2 separate regions of the Mus musculus genome follow, and region 2 is linked to region 1. The links are chromatin contacts, called in public promoter capture Hi-C maps. All regions are on one chromosome and are shown on one strand. Each heading gives the region's core, a stretch centred on a gene start, on an enhancer-like site or on the middle of the called end of the contact. The rest is flanking DNA. Distances are from core to core; before and after follow the strand shown.

Region 1 (5,004 bases), core at 1,094-3,593:
AAATATGGAAGGTAGGCACACCAGAGAATTGCTCCCTCTAGCCTGGAGCCTGAGGGATAATTCAAGCTGTTCTCTCTCTCTCTCTCTCATTTGTGTCTGTGTGTCTGTTTGTGTATGTATGTGTATGTAAATGTGTGTGTGTGTATGTGTCTCTCATGTGTTTGTGTGTGCCTATATGTCTGTGTCTGGTGTGTGTGTATGTATGTATGTATGTTCATGTATGTTCATGTATGTATGTGTGTGTTTGTATGTGTGTCATGTGTATGTCATCTGTGTGCATACATGTGTGTGTCTATCTCTCATGTGAATGTGTGTGTGCATTCTCATTCTCATGTGAATGTGTATGTGTTTATGTGCATTCATGCATGTGTGTGTATGTATTTTATATGTCTCTGTGTGTCTCTTATATGTGTCTGTATGTCTCATGTGTACATTTGGGTGTGTGCATGTGTATATGTGTGTGAATGTGTATTTCTCTTTCACATGTGTATATGTGTGTATGTGCATGTATGTGTCATGTATGTGTCTGTGTGTATGTGTGTCTCTGTGTATGTGTTTGTGTATCTGTATGTCTGTATCTGTGTGTGCTTCTGTGTGTATGTCTCTCTCTCTCTCTCGTGTATCTTTTTGTGTGTGTGTGCGTATGTGTGTATGTGTGTGTATATGTAGGCATGTGTACATGTTTGTGTATGGTGTATGTATATATATGTGTGCACATGTTTGTGTATGGTGTGTATGTATGTGTGTGTATGTGTTTCCCTTTTGTGTATATACATGCATGCATACATGTGTGTGCATGTGTATGTGTCTCTCTCTTGTATGTATGTATGTAGCTGTGTATGTGCTTGGGTACATGTGTGCATGCATGCATGTGTGTATATGAGTGTGTGTGAGAATGCATTCATGTGTATGTGTATATATGTGTGTCTCTTTCTTGTGGGTATATGCATGTGTGTGTAAGTGTGTAGGTGCATGGGTACATGTGTGTGTGCATGTATGCATGTGTGTATGTGAGAGTGCATGCATGCACATGTATGTGTTATCATTGAACTCCTCAGAGAGGATTCTTAGAGCACCTTCAGGTCCTCCTGCACACCTGGTTTCAAAAACCGCACTCTGAGAAATGGCTGCTCTTTCCAGTGAGGAGAAACTGCGGACCACAGCATCACAACCGCACCAACACCACCAGAGACGTGACCCCCTGTGTAAGGTGAGAGGATAGGTGATTTTCTAGATCAGGTAGGACATTTCCTCCCTCAGAGAGACCCAGTGGCTCCTACAAAATATCAGATCTAAGCTAAACTCATGGATTCACCACCCAACCTCCCTCCCTCTCAACCATCCATTCATCTGTGCATCCATCTACCCACCCAGCCAGTAAGCCATCTGTTGTCTATCCATCTAACCCACTAGCCACTCATATACTTCTTCATCTACCCATCCACGACCTCCCTCCCACCCTTTCATCCATCTACCCATCTGCTTACCATTAGCCACCCACCCATCCATCCATCCATCCATCCATCTACCTACCTATCCACCTGTTATCTGTCCATCTATCCATCCACATTTCCTTTCCTTCTTCCCACCCATCCTCCCATCTTCCATCCATCTATCCAGATATTACCTGTCCATCCATCCATTTAATTCTCTGTCATCCAATACCCCTTCAGGATTCACTCAGCACCTATCACATGTCTTAACCTTGACCAGTCTCACAAACTCATCCACTGGTTACTGCCCTTGAGGACAGACATGGAGACAAAGAAAAACAGCATGAATCGTGTGCAAGCACATCTGTTGGGGTGCCCTGGATATGCATTGCTATAGCATCATCTCATCTGGGGATTCTTGTTGGGCCTTACCAGCCTTCCCTGGGTCTAAGTTTTATATTTTTAGAGGAAATATGGGGTGATGACAGGGCCTCTTCTCAGGGTGGCTGCCAGGGCCCTCTTGGGCCTCTATCTGTTTCCCTTGCCTTTGTAGATCTACTGTGAGGCCTGGTACCTGCTTGTGAATGATTGCTGGGCCTCATGGTGACCTGGGACTACCAGGTCCCTGCACATGGACGAGTGGTGTTCTCATGAGAGGAGGCTTCCCACTCCACCTCCAGGACTCAGAGGCTTTGAAAGGCTCATCCAATCCTGCTCAACAAGACTGGTCCATTCCTGGACATGTTAGAGCTTCTGGTTCCTTGTCTTTCCAAGATAATCACTTAGAAAGCCTATGTGCTAGAGAAGCCTTAGCCAAGGCTGAGGGCCACAGCCTTGACCATCAGTCCTGGCACAGGAGAACACATTTCCCAGCACATACTGCTTAATATTTAACCTCCTGCAGAGCTTCCAACTGCTAATGACGTGACATTAACTCTGCACAAATAAGAGGGTTCAGAGGAGCCAACCCCAGTCCACAGGGCATAGGCCAAACACTACCTCCCTCTGGCCTTTGAATTCCTCAAGCCAGGGCTAGGAACAAGGGTCTTAGTTTACCATATCATGCTGTAGGGGTCTGAGGGGCTGCAGTAGAGGCCCTTAGGGGCTGTAGTGGAGGGCCTCAGGGGTTTCAGTGGAAGTCTCAGGGGGATATATTGGGGACCTCAGGAGATGCAGTGGGAGGGCCAAGGGATGCAATAGGCAGGAGGACTCAGGGGATTCAGTGGAGCGCCTTGGAGGCTGCAGTGGGAATCTCAGGAGATGCAGTAAGAGCCTCAGGGAGATGGAGTGGAAATCTCAGGGGGCTGTAGTGGAGGTATCAGAGGATGCACTGGGGGTTCTTCAGGGATACAGTGGAGGTCTCAGGAGCAACGTTCTCTCTGACTATTGTTTCTAGTCTCTCACAAAGCTGCCTCCACCTCTGCTGAAGTCATCCAGAAGTGGGCCATAACTAATTTTCCTGTCTTTTCTGTCCTCCAGTGTGCCCAGGGAATAAACCACAATTGTCTTTCTTAGGCTGGACAAGGATGAGGTGCCAGGGTAATACCTGGAAACGCATTTCTGGTATAGGAAAAGGCTGGAAACGGAAGTGCTCTTCCCAAAGTAGGCTTCTGCTACAGCAGAAATAACACATTGTCCCAGGAGTGGGGCAGGCCACCTGGGCCCTGTTGAGGGTTATCCCTGAAGCAGTAACTGCCCAGACAAAGAAAGCCAAGGGGTACAGACAAGGCTTGGGGTATCCTGAACCTCAAAGGAGCAGCACTAGACAGACTGCCCTCACCTCTAGAAGCTTTTCCCAGGTGTCTGTGGGTCTCCTGTTCCCAGCACTAACTGTTAACACTCCCTCTGTGGCTGTTGACTTCCTGAGGAAGACTTCAGACCTCACTGGATCCAGAACTCATTCCAAATCTTTGTCCAGCTCAGCAGCTAACTCATCCACTAGATAGCTCAAGGAGCAGAAAGATAGGGTAGAAGACCAAGAGCTCTTCAACTACCTCAGGCCCAGGGAGTCCCCTCTGAACCTGCAGCCTGGCCCAGTTTCTGTTTACATTTGCAAATGAAGGTAGTAGGGGGAACTGAATGTGTGAGAAGTAAGTTTGGGGCTGGAAACCAAGCCTAGTGGGTATTTATGTTTTCTGTCCTGTGTGTGGTGGCAATTCCCTGACAACAGGAGCTGCTCTCCTCTGTTCTCTTTAAGTAAGAGAACCACCTAGCTCACTGAGTCTGGGCAAACCATGCCCACTTGCCCCAAATCTGTCTAGAGAGGGCTCTACCCCCTGTAGCTGTCTCTAATGTTAACCCACATCTGGCCCATCTGGTCAGCTCTTGAAGTCTTTTTAGAGTCAAAGACCAACAGGGCTTGTTCTGAGGGGCTTAGACTCCAGAGCTGCTGCTGGGAACTAAAGCTCTAACCCCACACTTCCACAAAAAGAATTTCCAGAGTGAACAACCTGCCCCCCACCCCACCTCCACCTCCAGTCCACAGAGTTCCAGGAACCAAGTGTTCCTGCCACCTCCAGCCACTTTAATGGTTTGGGCCTGGGCGTGGCAGGGGGAGGCAGGTAAACATTTGGGGACAGTAAATAAATCAATAGGGCAGGTGAGGTAAGAGTCCCTTCACCTTTGGCCACCATTAGACAAGTCTCTCTCTCTCTCTCTCTCTCTCTCTCTCTCTCTCTCTCTCTCTCTCTCTCCTTGTCCTGTCCTCTGTCTGTTTGCTTAGATAGGGACAGATGGACAGCAGAGTAAACAGGGACCCAATGGGTAGCTAGCCAAGGGGACACAGGGAGGGGACAGCCTTAGCAGAAGTCAGGTTGAGCCCCAGATCAGAGTGGATCAAAAGCAAGCACAGAGCTGACTGAGCCCAGAGCCAAAGAGTTACACATAGCCCAAGGCTAGCCCCAGACACCACAGTCCCCAGAGCTCATCCCACAGACCTAACATGAGACAGAAAGACTCTACCATGTGGCACCTCATGGCACCAGTCAGAAGCACAGTCAGGGCCTGGCTTCTAGTCGTCTGTCCTCTATGTCCTCAGAATGAGTTCAGGGGGCCCATGATATGGAGTCCTAGAAAGTGGGATACTCTGCTGTCCTCTGTACCCTGCCCACTTATCTCAGCCACTCAGTTCAGGGCACAAGTTGTGTTTGTATGTTGGGTTCAGATCCACAGCCTATATTGGCTGTGAATTTTCTCTCTACCAAGCCTCCAGAATGTTCTGAGGAAGTGAGACCCAGGGCTGTCCCGCTGGTCATCGCAGTGCATGAATGTCAGAGTAGGGGACACAGGGCTCACAGACGACTCACCCAAAGGACATGGATACAGCTCGTGGTAGAGTGCAAGTCTGGCCATAAGGGTCCTGGCTTTCCCTAGCAGTGAGCAGCAGTTTACCCACAGCTCCCCATGGCCCACCTGCTCAAAATGGAACTCTGGCCAGTGTGAGCCACAGTGTGTAAGGTGGGAAGAGAGGGACAACCCAAGTCCACCGGCCTCTCAGACAGTGCTTACAACAGGATCAGCACCCCTGCAGCCCACCTGCCAACTCAGCGGGGCATATCCACTCATGGCCTCT
Region 2 (5,192 bases), core at 1,503-4,002, 50 kb before region 1:
TCAGGCCCAAGCTGGACTCCAAGCCCAGCCTCCTGAGAGTCATGTGACTCTGTTATTTCGGGACTCCCGGAATGTGCTCTATTTTGGGTCACAAGGGCTCTGATGTTACTAAAAGCCCCCTCAGGCAGGCCCCAAGCTCACCAGGTCCCCAAGTACCACACAAGAGGGTGGCTGGAGGTCTAGAGCCTGGCTTCTGGAAACCTGTTACTCTCACAAGCAAATGGGCCACTAACAGCTGAGAGGGGCAGTGCAGGCTTGAGACCTTTGGACTCTGCAGGCTCAGCCTTCCAGTCCCACCATCTAGGCTGAGGCCAGCCCTTACCCCAACTCCCCAACTGGCATGGAGGAAGACCAGCCCTGGACAGCAGAGCCAGGAAACAGGGGCTGCCTGGGGCAAATTCCCCAACCTCCCTTCTTTCTTCCTAGATCTGTCCTGTGCAGATCAGCTCAGTTGGCAGAAGCTTGGAGGCTGCCTGGACCACCAAACACACACAGTGCACACTGGAAAGAGCCCTGGGTCCCGGACCCCAAAAGGGGCAAGGGAGTGAAAAAGGGATGGCCAAACTTTCCTAGACACTTCAAGTCAGACCCAAGCTGTCAGTGGGGACCCTGGACGAGCCAGATCCTCTGACACTCAGCCCCCAGGAGGGATTAGGCTGTGTTGACAAAAGGGCTTAGGCAAGTAGCCGCTTAAATGGATCTTCAACTGCACTGGACTTCAGAGCTGGTCACAAGCTTAGTAAAAAATAAAACGTAATCAGAGCCCAGGACTCAGCCCTCAGCCCTGGGGCACAGGCTGCCTGGGAGGCCAAAGCTGGTCCTGAGAGCCACCACTCTGTGAAGCCAACACAGCAGCTCTGAGACATAACTCCTCTTCATGGAGACTCCAGTCCAGCCGCCTGCAATGTCATTGCCAGTTCTGTATGTGTCAACTTTGAGAACGGGCTCTGTCTCTCCTGGGGTGGTGTTCCCATCTCAAGACCTAGCCAAAGTAGTGCCAGGCCCTGGCCGTGTCCCAGGCCAGAGACTGAGCAAAGCATTCCTGTCTGAAGGACCCAACTCTGTGTGCACATCAAGGCTTGAATGAAGGAGAAAGAGATGTCTCAGGAGCCTCCCACCCCCACCCCACCCCAGGCCCCACAGCAACAAGCCACAGTAACAAAGCTTTCTTGTCGGCTGACTTTGGCAGGGGGTTACAATGCCAAATCCACCATTTGTAGCCTCGAAGTGAAGCCTTCCCCAGTCAGTTTCTCAACTGCAACAGGGACAGGAGTTTATAGCCGGGGAGCTAGACCCCCAAGCTCAGGTGTGCTCCCACTGTCTCTATCACTACTCATAAGGATGGAGAGTCTGAAGCTGTGACACACTTGTAACACAACCCCAGTCACTTTGCAGCAGACCTGTTTGTGAGAAGGCTGGAGGTTAAGGAGGTACCACCTCCCCAAATCACCAAAAGTCCTGGCAACCATGCTGGGTTCTGATCACCCCTCAGGGTAGCCAAAATGCATCCCAAACCTCATAGGGGGTGGGAGGCAAAGAGGCAATGATCATCGTGGAGCTTCGTCCATAATCTGCTGTCCTGATTTCCAATCAGCACAAATTCTTCACCAGCCTGACAGCCTGGCTGCTGTCCTCACCACCAAATTAATATCTTTCCCGGAGCTCATTTATAAGTCTCCCTACCCTGCTTCCCTCTGGCTCCCAAACCCCAGGGAGAGTAATGAGTGGGGGGCTCTGACCCTGCTTGGTTCTACTCCGGGAGTTGGCAGGCTGTTTGGGGCTGGGTGCTGCTGGCGGGAGGGTTGCAGGACAAGAAAATGATCCTTCTGCCGATGGGTTGTCTCCCCTAAATACTGAAAACTAGGGGTGCCAGAGTGTGGGGCCCCAGTCCTGGGTTTAATCAGAGACCCAGAGTGACCGTGCCCACCTAGGTTTGGTCTGCTGTCGGGGAACGGCAAGATCGCAGACTCTATCCTGGGCAAAGAGACAGCCAGGGGCCAGCGGCCTTCTCCAAGCCACAGCCCGACGAGCCGGGAAGAGCAGTGGCCTCCCGGAGCCCAGCGCGTCGTCCCCATCCCAATGCCAGGGAGGCCCGGAGCCCTCCAGCGAGCTCAGAAGTTGCTCCTCCGGCGTGGCTCGGTTCCCGGATAGCTAGAGCTGGGCGCCCCGGGGGTCCGCGGAAGCGCGAGGCGCAGCGTGAGGGTCCCTCTCCACGTCCCGAGCGAACCTGCGCTCGCGCCAGCCCGCCGCCCACTCCCGCTCCTCGGCAAGTCAGAGGCCCGGCGTCCTCGCCCTCTCCCGCCGCGCGCCTGGGCCCGGGAAAAGTTGCCCTGTGCCCACTCGCCTCCCCGGGCCCGGCGCGCTAACTCTCGGTACCGCCACGGCTCGGGGCCAATGGGCCCGGCCGGACCCCCAGCGCGCGCTGCGCACGCGCCCCCGCCCCGCCAGCCCCGGCCCCCTCCCTCGCCCGCGCCGCCGCGGCCAGCACTCACCGAGCGGCAGGAAATGTTTGGTGTCCATGTCTGCGACTAACTCATGCCCAGCCGGCGGCGGAGCAGCAGGGCGGCAGCGCGGCGGCCCCCGGCGCGGCCCGCCCGGGGCCCGGGCGGCGGGGAGCCGGCGGCGGCAGCGGCGGCGGCGGCGCGCGGAGGCCGCGGCGCGGCGAGTTGTTGCAAAAGTCGCCCAACAATGTAAACTACTTGTGCCTGCGCGCGCCCCGCGCGCGCACCCGCCGCCCGCGCCTCCGCCGCGCGCCCGCGACCCGCTCCGGCCCGGCCTGCAGCGGGGCGGGGGGGTGGGGGGGGAGCGGCGGGGGGCCCGCGACGGGCGCGGACTCGGCGCAGCGCCGTCGCCGCCACTCGCCCCGCCCGCAACCGGTGCGCGCCCCGCCCGCCGCTGCCGCCGCCGCCGCCACCACCACGGCCACCCCGCGCTCGCAGCCCGGCCCCGAGTTGTGAGCGCCCTGCAAACTTGCAAGTTTGCATCTGCCAAGGGTTCCCAGGAGCCGTGGGGCGGCGGCGTGGGAGGAGGGCGGGGCGGTGGGGTAAAGCAGCCTTCCCTTCCCGGCTGCCCAAAAACCCGGCGGCCCGCGGTGGTGGTGGAGGAGGAGGAGGAGAGCCGGGCCGGGAGGAGAGCCCCGCGGCCGGGCCATTGTCTGCGCGGACACACAAAGAGGCCGGCCGTGGCCGCGCGAGGACCCTGGTCCTGCAAGGCTCCCTGCAGAAGAGCCGAGGCCCTGCGCATCCCGGTGGACACATGGGGAAACTGAGGCCGGTGAAGGGCCGTGAGCCAGAGGCAAGCAGCTGGGCAGGGAGATGCTGCCCTTTGGACGTCCCAGTCCCCTTCACCTAACACGCGAGAGGCCCAAAAAGGACCCTGGTGTCTGACCGCAGGCCAGACAGGCAGAGGGGGGCTGGGGTGCTGCTCGGGGTACCCACGTTAACACGACGGCTCTCACCCTCCTCAGAGGCGCGGGGCTTGAAGGGCGCTACTGCCGGCTTCGGACATCACCCGTGGCCCCAGGCTATTTTTATACCTTGGTTAGCTCTCTGCCCTGACTTAAATTCATGATTTGTTTGTTTAAAAACGAAAGGAAGCACTCCTACCCAGGGAGAGCCTGGGCCTCCTCCGCAACCCGCCCGCCGACTTGGGCAGCTGGAATTCGGATTTGGGTGTGAGCTACCTGAGCGGAGCCAAGCCAGCCTCCCTAAGCGCAGAGTTCCCCCTGCGCCAAGCCAGGCAACCGGCAGTCCCGCCTCCCTCCACTCCCAGCTGGTGCCTGCCAGACCAAAATCCAGCGTGGAGGCCCTGGCAGAGGGGTTTACCAAAGTCCACAGGCTGCACAGAGTAGGTGCTGCCCAAAGAGAACACCTCCCCTCAAGACAAAAAAGAAAGCTCTGCGTGGGCCCACTACCACCGTCCTCCAGGACTGCACTTTTTCTCTGTAAAAAGCAATAGTTGGCCGAACTTGGTGGCACACGCCTTTAATATCAGCACTCGGGAGGCAGAGGCAGGCGGATTTCTGAGTTTGAGGTCAGCTGGTCTACAAAGTGAGTTCCAGGACAGCCAGGGCTATACAGAGAAACCCTGTCTCAGAAAAAAAACAAAAAACAAAAACAACAAAAAAAGCAATAGTTGTGGGACTCTATCTTAAAGATGTCTTTTAGCAGCCTACCAGAAAAGCTATAGACCTGTCTTAGAGAAAGGCCATGTCTGGTCCTCCTATGTGGGCTGGGAAACAAAATGGGGTTGCTAATGCCTTGGGTTGCACTACAAACCAGGCCTCCTTTCCCAGGTCATCACCTGGGAGTTCCCTTAGTGTGGCACACAACTTGGGGTGCTTCTGGTAGTGCCTGCATCAGGTAGCACAGCTCCATTGGACCCACTGGCCAGGGAGAAAACCCCCAGATTCCTTCCTTGACAGGGCCATTTTGAGACTCTTATGGCAGGCTGTGAGGGGGTAGAACTAACTCCCTGTGTCAACAGCAAGGCCAGAGAGCAGAAAGAGACTATAAGCTTTACCTTAGGGACGTGTTATCACAGTAGAGAGCTAAGACCTGTTCTTCAAACTCCTGGGCCATCCTCGCCAGGGCAACACGTGGTGACCAACAATAAAGTACCAACTTTCTACCCTGGCCAGTGAAATCTGGGCTGCAGACAGCCTGCTCACGCTAAGTTTCAGAACAGAAAGGATCAGGAAAGGTCTGTGGGGGTGGATAGAGAAACTTCAATGATCTCTGTCCCCCAGTATTGTGGGCCATTCGTTCTACCAACAAATATCAGCAGGCTCTATTGAAGACTTGACCCTGGGTTCTCACAGAAGGTGTGGTTAAGATGGGCAGGGCAAGGGCACACCCCAGCTCTGCCTTGCAACTCTTTGGTGGCCAAGCCAGGCCACTCTGCTCTTGCCCTCAGTTCCCTGACCTGGAAAGTGCAGACAATCCCATCCTCCATACTGGGTCTTTGAAATGACTAACCAGGCAATATAGAGACTGTTCAGCCAGGATGAGGCTTGCCAGAAAGTAGATATTTTGTCACAAGATAGGGAAGACTCATAGGCAAGAGTGGCTAATTATGACTGCAGAAGCCTTGGATCAGGATAAAGCAGTGCAGGCCGAGCTAAAGCACCATCAACAGGGACAGGGAGGCAAGGCCCAGGCAGCCATGGACTCTGGTGACTTCCTCATGGCTGG

Evidence for each region. Promoter capture Hi-C pulls out the DNA fragments that hold promoters and counts their contacts.
Region 2: a contact with region 1 is called in a promoter capture Hi-C map of liver, with 10 times the contacts expected there. The contact joins the promoter of Rxra here to the enhancer-like site in region 1. A contact is called at or near these places in 4 of 39 promoter capture datasets (3T3-L1-derived adipocytes, embryonic stem cells and liver), 13 of 484 Hi-C or Micro-C datasets (3T3-L1-derived adipocytes, the HPC-7 cell line, epidermal suprabasal cells and 3 more), 8 of 115 datasets of contacts at active chromatin or transcription factors (the SCID.adh cell line, bone marrow-derived macrophages, embryonic stem cells and 4 more) and 2 of 9 other capture datasets (adipose tissue and pancreatic islet).

The regions. Positions count from the first base shown.
Region 1 is chr2:27,624,125-27,629,128 of GRCm38.p6, reverse strand. No RefSeq gene overlaps it. Among named protein-coding and RNA genes, the nearest start is that of Gm39776, 49 kb to the right of the region's middle. Within about 2 kb of position 2,343, at least 17 of the 459 cell types and tissues checked have an H3K27ac peak or open chromatin away from gene starts, as enhancers often do. A contact at or near this core is called in liver and pancreatic islet, where this site is marked.
Region 2 is chr2:27,674,761-27,679,952 of GRCm38.p6, reverse strand. Rxra (retinoid X receptor alpha) reads right to left here and starts at 2,752. Exons shown (of 10, transcript NM_011305.3): 1 at 2,493-2,752. The coding sequence starts at 2,520.